3 separate regions of the Zea mays genome follow, and regions 1 and 3 are each linked to region 2. The links are chromatin contacts, called in public Hi-C maps. All regions are on one chromosome and are shown on one strand. The core of a region is the stretch at or near the end of the contact, and the rest is flanking DNA. Distances in the headings are between cores, read along the strand shown.

Region 1 (2,733 bases), core at 38-2,537, 170 kb after region 2:
CGAGATTGAAAAAAAAATCACAAAATCAATTAATTTGTCATGAAGAGTGAATGTCCATGCAGAACACCCTCAATTTGGAAGTATTGTCAAATAAAATTTGTTCTCATGACTTTCTAGCAATACACTATTTGATGATGATTCAAATCTCCTTACCTCCTGCTTCCATCTCCCCTTCAAAGCTTCTTCTTCAGCATCATCTGTGCCTCCATCGGGGTTAATAACTTCAAGGCCTTCATAACCAAGCAGCCTACAGACATTGCATAACAGCAGATGGTAACTAACAGAAACCCGTCTTAATTACTAAAGACCAACATCTTTACATAGGAGGCCAATGCCAGCCCATTGACCACAAACATTCGTGAAAATTCAAGTCTACAAAGGCAAAACCTAAGTACAAAGTGGAACAAAAGTCTAAACTTAGGGAAAAGCAAAGATCCAACATATGTTGTGCTTATCAAAGGAAGACCATTTTGATATAGGACAAACTGTTCGCATCCAATTCAGTACAGATTACATCATAGAAACTCCGTATTGCACACGTCATACTGTGTACAGTTCAGAGCATCACGTGTAAGGACCTATCATTCAACCAATCATCCACTTTATTATCGCTCTAGGTGAGAATATATGGCTGCACATAAGTAGCAAATAAATCACTGTATCATAATTCGAGTGAATCATAACATATAGAGTTACTAGATAACGAAGCTTGGAACTTAAGCGGAAACAATCGACTCGGAGTTCAACAGGATCACCGGACGGAATCAGAAGCAGCTGGGATCCGATGCAGGAGCATCAGATCACGGGTTGGAGAGGCCACGATCAGCTCGGGCAGAGCTCTAACGGGTAGCTCGATGCGGATCTGAGGGGAGGAGCGGGGAGGTAGGAAGCAGGTGGCCGAAAACTCACCCGTTGACGGATTTATGCACGGCGGTGCCCCAGCTGCGCATGCCGGCGGCGAACGACGAGAAGAAGCCGCCTCCCGAGGATGCAGCCCCTCCGTCCTGGTCCTTGGATCCCATCGCCGGCGATCTGCGGGGTCGAGCGAGCCGCGGCGCAGCAGAGCGAGCCGCGCGCGTGGGAGATAAAGGCTTAGGGTTTGGGGAGGCGCCTACCTACGTATATGCGAAGGAAGAGGGGCGGAGCGGCGGCCGCGATGGCGATGGCGACGTCGCCGCGTGGAATACGAACGCGAGGAAGAATTTGGAACGGTCGCGGGAGGACTAGAGCACAAGGGCAGGACGGCGGGCGGGGTTGTTCAGGTCGAGTCGCCCAGAGATTCCAATCCAAGGCCAGGCAGGCAGTGGTGGACTGGTGGTATTAACGAAACGACCGGACGCGGCACAACGTGGGTGACGAGAATGACCACAATGCCCTCCTAAACTCCTTATCGTTTGATTTTGCCTCTATTTGACATAAGGCTATTTTGAGTCTATGGTATCTTGTTACAATATCCAAGCTGTTATATTATATAAAAGTATATAAAATACAACTATCTCAATCATAGTATCATAGATTGTTTTTATCCTCTATAAAATATTAAATACTAGCATATATGAGTGTATGATGTGTGGATTACTTGGATGATTTAAGTTTTGCTATAAGGTCTCGAGCTGAAACAGTATCTCCCTCGTGATATAGTTTTCTTATATTTTTCTCTTAACTCTCTTGTAGTGTTATCAAAAATGTTTATATGGCATGTATTAAACGAGTATGGTTTGGGAACAGCCTTAGACGATACACAATAATTCCTAAACATTTATTCATAAAATCATTACTTTTTTAATCACAAAAGGTATTAGGAGTACCGAAAAATAGGCCATGATAATGTGTTGCTTGCATGTCTCCGTCACACCCTTTGCTATAGCTAGGTTCAGACTGGACAGCGTGCCGGTGATGATCGTCATGACCTTGCGGAGGGTGGTATACGTCGATCTTTAGTAGTGGCGAAGGCAAATCAGAATGTTCGCTTCGGATTAAAATCAGTTGTTTGGATACATACAAAACACTGTAGAAACAGTAGAAGCCGTTTCAGATTAAAGCCAAGTGAATAGCTCGATGAACTTGACGGGCATGATGGGACACATCATGAATGGTGGGACACACGAGGCATACAAGTCCACGACGACGTCGGTGTGCTCGGCGTCGCCCTGCGTAAAGTAGCAAACCTCGACTCCGGCTCGGGCAGTGGGGCATTGTGTGCTGCATGGCCGCATGGGCGTGCATGCTGCAGCAAACATGATTGGCTCTTTGGTCTAGAAGGAGAGCTACCGCAGGCGGCACAAGTGCATGTATTTTTTTAGAGGGTTTGTTTTTTAAAGATTAAGAGATAAGGTTAAGAGTTGTTAGAGATTGTTGTTTTAAACCTTATAAAAATAAATTAGAGAAGTTTTTTGAAACTTCTTGGAGATGGATTTGGCATCCTTCATCTCAAGCTTCTTCATAATGTCTTGGTTGTACTTCGCTTGGTTAATGAAGGTGTTGTCTTGAGTTGCTTGATCTGTAATCCTAAGAAAAACTTTAACTCCTCCATCGTTGACATCTCAAATTTATTGACTATTATCCTACTAAACTCTTCATAAGATGATCGGTTAGTAGAACCAAAGATAATATCATCAACATAAATTTAACAAATAAATAGATCATCATCAACCGTCTTAGTGAAAGCGTATGATAGGCTTTTCTAATTTTAAATGAAATTGCAATAAGGGAATCTCTAAGGCATTCATATCG
Region 2 (2,700 bases), core at 94-2,593:
GTAGTTAGAACATGATCAAAGATAGAAGAAAGCTTAAATTTAGTGTGCTCGTAATGTCATATGGGCATAGCAAGGCATTACCCAGGTCTTCTTTCCCTACATAGGACATACATGATTTGATGCCTGGAAAAATATCCTCGATTATTGAGAGCCTATGAGCAGCCAAATGGCGAGAAAATTATAGTATCAGCCATCCTCGCTATTCACTACTCTGCATGGTCAATCTGCAACTGGCATGAGTACAACAGCCAACAAAAAAGTTCGTGTACAAATAACTGAAGCACATGCGCTGGACTACTGGAGAAGCACCAAGGGTTAGCTGCATTTAAATGTTGTAGCCGAATCAACCCAGTCTTCTTCGAAGAAGACACTGTGCAACATTCAGAGTAACAATAGTCTATGTGCAGTAGCCAAACCATTACCAAAGTAAGCAAGGGATTATCATCGAATGACATAGGGGGATTAGTTGAACGCGAAAAGAATTTCACCTTCGATGTCGCGTTCGTGACACCGTTGCTGCCTGAGACAACCAAACTGAACCCTTAGATCTGAACAGGGAGAACGAGAGCAACACCAATTAACTGGATCAGGCTGTGTCGGGTCCGTTCAGTGCCTACCTATGCTTTGCCTCGCCATTCCCTCCGCCGGAGACATGGGGTCCATCTGTCATACTGCCGGTGGGCAGAACAGGGACCGACGGAGACGAGGCCTCGTCAGCGGCGATGGTGGCATTGTGAGCGAGAGTGCGGGACGGTGCCGAGACAGAGTGTGGAGAGGAAGGAGAGCGCGGCCGTGAGATTCACCAAAAGTTAGGGTCTTAGCTCTTGGCCACGCCCATCCACGCTTGGCACTCGCGCGGCCGCCTGGTGGGCCTTCCGTTGCCTGGCGGACTGCGGAGGTAAGAGGTGGCGCCATCTGCCATGCCCTGCTGTGACAGAGCTGCTGCATCATGGTGGCTTGGTGAGATGACCTAACCCTAGCCGCGATGTGAGAGAGGATGAAGAGAGGGAGATGAGGTCGTGGTACTCGCCGCCAGCAACTGTTCGGCTACGGTAATTGGTGGAGGCAGATGGAGAACGATTTTTGGGATTCATGTGGGAGCGCTGGGAGATGGGATCGCCGATCGTGGGTAGTAGTGACATCGCGCAGGTTGATGAGGGAGAGGTTGCATCTGCGGGATTCGCGGAGGCGGGCGGTCCGTGTTCGGTAGTGGCGGGATTCGCGGCGGCGGTCGTGCTTCGCGGCGTGTGGCGTGCGGGTGGTAGGCGAGCGGTTCGGTAGCGGCGGGCATGCGGGAGTCGCGGCGGTGGGCGGGTGGGCGCCGTGCGTTGCGGCGGGCGGACGGGCGGGGGCAGTCTACACTTTGCTCTTAATAGTTGTAGAGAAATGGCAAGAGAAGTAAAAAAAAATCTATAGTTTTAGTTTTTTTTAAAAAATAACATAGGATAAATTAATATTGATAGAATAAATAATGAATTATATCTATAAAAAAATCACGTAAAGCTTAGCTATACTACGATTCTATCGTCTATCTATCTATAAGCCTCATCTAGAGGTCACAACTGATAGCGACCATCCCCCGTGGACGGTTAGCCAGAAGGAAAAGAAAAAAAAAAGATATCGTGTTCAAAGCCTATCGCCACCTGGTTTTAACTCGCGTGCGCTAGCATTATTAGTTCGCGCGTGGTCATCTTATCTTTAAGTGCGTCAAGCTATAGGTTACCGGGCGAGCAGGTAAACCTCGCTCGTGGGTTCGTCGTTGGTTGGGGAGTTGCGAGCTACTAGCAGCCGTCAGTTAAAGTCCAGCACGGAGTTTGTCTTCTTCACGTGTCCCCTCCATCCGCGCCGCGCCAGCTCTCTTTACCTGCCCAACCCGGACTCAAACATGGAAGACTACTACAATTAGATTAGTAGCGTGTTTTACTTGTATCATCCTACGCGAGAGAGCGAGAGAGAGCCGGCAAAAAACGCATGCGGCAGTGGCTCTCGGCGGCACGCATGCGCAGGTTTGCCGCCGGCTCGGTATTGCGTTGCGTCTTGTCAGTTTATACGTGTGCTTCACTGCTTCCTCACACAGCTCTGGAAGCGGCTCCGTTCCAACAAATGTACTTGCTGACAGAGTTCTAAGAAGAAATAATATCTCTCCGCTCCTGTTTCTCAGGATGCAGAAGAACCAGGTGGCGACCTCGTTTACCTGCTTCTACAAAGTTTTAATAATTCCTTTGGAATAATAGCGCCGGAGAACCACGTAGCTAGCTGAAAAGAATATCAAGGTCCCATCCTCGTGCATGGCAGGAGAAACGATTCTCTATTTTTTTGGGGGGTAGAACTCGCGTCGAGACAGATTCAAATGTCAATCGACCGCACCAACGCGGCCGGTGGCGACAATTAAAGAAAGAAAGAAAGCAAGCAAGCAATCAAGCGCCACCGCGGACCCAGTTGGTAATGTGGTAAGCATACGCCACTGTAGCCGTCGTCGTCACCCACCACCACCGCCACCAACTACTACTACGCTCGACCAGTTGACCTATAGATGGTAGGCCTGTATGCTTTTTTTATTGGAAAAAAATATTTACGCTTTGTCATCCGCTAGTTCATTTTTGAAGTAAAACGCGACACAACGAAAGGGAGTAGTATATTGCAGCATCAAATCTACTGAGCCTGAGCCTGCACCTGTCGAACGCCAAATCCCCATCGATC
Region 3 (2,700 bases), core at 65-2,564, 150 kb after region 2:
CCCATCACCGTCCTCGCGGGAAGAAAAATTATATTGATGTCCCCGTAAATGCTTACGGAGAGACTTTTTCTGCCATCCCCGTAGGGAATTTGTTCCCACGGGGTAAAATATTTAAAGATAAATTTAACTGATTATATTTAAAGACAAATTTATCCCCGTATCTATCGTCTAGGTAAATAAAATCTCTCTTTCAAAAAAAACTATTTTAAATTGAATTATTTTTGTAAAGAAGACTAGCGATACCTATGATATTAAACACGTAAACATTTTTATAATGTACCTAGTGACACTATTTTTAGATTTTTATATAAATATAAAAATGGAGTATCTTTGTTTCTCGATTCGTTTCTCGTTAGTATCACGGTTCACAAGAGGAAAAGACCAGCGTTTTTTTTTTCTTGCAAGTCCCATCTGCCACTCCTCCGGCCACGTCAGAAAAAAAGAACTCCGACGCGTGTCGGCCCAGCACGCCGCCATTGGTTCCTGTCTTCCCTACGCTTATCCGCCTATCCCTCCCTCCCTCCCGCCGCCGCCCGGTCCGGTCACTCTTGGCCGGAGATTCAATTTAATTTTTCGTGGCCCTTGTTATCTCCCACGGAGAAGAAGAAGAGATAATGACAAGGAGAAACATTTTTCGTTGCTGCTTCCGAATTTTCGTTGCTCCTCGCCGTCCTTGGTATCGTCATCCGCTCCGAGCCTCCAACTACGATCATCACAGGGGCAAAAAAAAAGTGAGAGAAAGAGAGAGCACGAAACCGAAAGACAGCGATGGATCAGTCCCTGTTTTTTTATGTGCGTTTTTTTTTATTTCGCGCGATTGAAAAATGCCCCGACGTGACGCCTCGTTTAGGGATGGCTGGGTGGGTGGGTCGGGGCGGGGGTCGCCGGCGTCAGCCGCGACGGCGGCGTGGCGGGCGCGCCGGCCACACGATCGGGACGGCGCCCGGACGGGGGCTGACGGCGCGACGACGTTGCGGGCGTCGCGATAGATGAGGATGGGGTTTCCGGGTCGCGTATGTGGTGGCGGTCGGGCTTCCGGGCAGGCGGCGGGACCCGCGTCGCGATGGAGGGAAAAGGGAATCTGTTGCGCGTGGGTCCCGCGGGTCAGGAGACGGTGGGTGGGCGCGTTGTTGAGCCGGAGCGAGGGAGTGCGGTGCGGGAGTGTAGTGACGGCGGGGCGAGGCAAAACAGGCAACTGCCCGGCGTCCGTGTCCGGTACGCGCTGCAAGTTTTTTGGGCTAGGGCGGCGCGCACAGGCACAGGGGGGTGGAAGGGGTGTCACGTCGTGTGGGGGGCCCTGGATGTGAGATTCCTCTGGGACGTGGGGCCGGACGGCACGTGCCACTGCCAGGACAGGTAGGATGTACGGGTCCAGTGTAGCTGGTGGAACCGTATCGCGATCGCGAGGGAAATCTTCTGGATAAATAGAAAAAAGGTGCGGTGCTGATGGGATGTTCGTCGCAGCCAAGTAAGGTCGCATGAACAGGATCAGGGTGATTATGTACATGATCGTACTTGCAAATCTACAGTGATCCTAGCGTTTATATTTTTTTCAATGGCAAATGTAAATACGCCAGCAACCTGCCTCGATCAAAATCGATTTTGAACATGCATGCCTGCGTGGTAAACGACGAACGGGGTGGGGGCGGCCGGGCGGGAATGACCCGTCTGCATTCCATCCTGCTCCAGGATGCGCTCGCTGACCTGACACTATTGGCACGTCTCCCATGACCGACGCCAATCATGAGCGCTCAACTCATCAGCCTACTAGTACCAATTTGGTACTACAGCATGATGCGTGCTGCGTGCTGCGTGCATGCATTCACGCACGTAGGCAGAGAGGAGGAGGAGGGACCCAGACCCAGTGCATGCGCGCAGCAGACGCAAAAAACTGAATGCCGCAGGATGCATTTGGGGGAGATTGGGACAGGGAAAGCAGGGTGGGGGCCTGGGTGGCAGAGCCCGTCCCGTCCAATGCACGCACGGTGAGGCCAAGTCCGTTCGGATCGATGTTTCAAACGTACAGTACTGCCTGCACGCTACACACACGACGCGGCGGCCGGTGGGCCAAACACGGATATCAGCATTCAGCAACGTGCGTCACGCACGCACGCAGTCCCGCTAGTAGTAGATGCGCTGCGCGCAGTGGGCCGGCGTGGCAAGGAAAGTGATGCCGCGCGCCCCACGACCGGCTCTCAGCTCTTGATTGCATGCTAGTATGCTATACTCCTGCTTCCACCGACAAAAAAACTGCGTGCGCAGCGTGCCGTACAAAACAACTCAATCGGGAGTACAGATCCGAACCAAAACCCGATACACGAGGTCCTGTGACATGTCACGAAAATGCGCCGCTGGATCTGTATGTCTGATCGTTTGTTTGTTTGTTTGTATCGGTGGGATCCATCGATCCAGGCCGTACGTAGGAGACGCTAACACGAAAACGGAAAAGGGAAACAGAATGATGGAGGCGCTAGCTGCAGGAGGAGGCTGCAGCAGTTGCTTGCACGTAAAGCGCGCAGAAGAGGCGTAGTACGTCCCAGGGCCAGGGCCAGGGGTTTTGATCCTCTGCATGCGTTGCTTGCGCCCAAGAGAGCAAAAGGCAGGGACAGCAGGAGATGCCAAGCGTTCCTAGAAAGGGACGGCGGCCATTTGCTTTCGCTCTGTTATTAGTTATTACACCACCGTTTTTTTTTGATCGCC

Evidence for each region. Hi-C and Micro-C count contacts between places; a contact is called where the count stands out from the background.
Region 1: a Hi-C map of leaf shows a contact between it and region 2, with 2.6 times the contacts expected there. The contact joins the promoter of LOC100285774 here to the promoter of LOC109943608 in region 2. A contact is called at or near these places in 6 of 25 Hi-C or Micro-C datasets (bundle sheath, ear, endosperm and 2 more).
Region 3: a contact with region 2 is called in a Hi-C map of endosperm, with 5 times the contacts expected there. The contact joins the enhancer-like site here to the promoter of LOC109943608 in region 2. A contact is called at or near these places in 8 of 25 Hi-C or Micro-C datasets (bundle sheath, ear, endosperm and 5 more).

What each region holds. Positions count from the first base shown.
Region 1 is chr1:40,170,811-40,173,543 of Zm-B73-REFERENCE-NAM-5.0, reverse strand. It overlaps LOC100285774, which reads right to left and starts at 1,287. Exons shown (of 10, transcript NM_001158664.2): 1 at 910-1,287; 2 at 154-247. The coding sequence starts at 1,022.
Region 2 is chr1:40,342,021-40,344,720 of Zm-B73-REFERENCE-NAM-5.0, reverse strand. LOC109943608 (protein ILITYHIA) reads right to left here and starts at 1,343. Exons shown (of 3, transcript XM_020547112.3): 1 at 1-1,343.
Region 3 is chr1:40,193,770-40,196,469 of Zm-B73-REFERENCE-NAM-5.0, reverse strand. No RefSeq gene overlaps it. Among protein-coding and RNA genes, the nearest start is that of LOC100285774, 23 kb to the right of the region's middle. Within about 2 kb of position 1,314, at least 18 of the 20 cell types and tissues checked have an H3K27ac peak or open chromatin away from gene starts, as enhancers often do. A contact at or near this core is called in bundle sheath, ear, endosperm and 5 more, where this site is marked.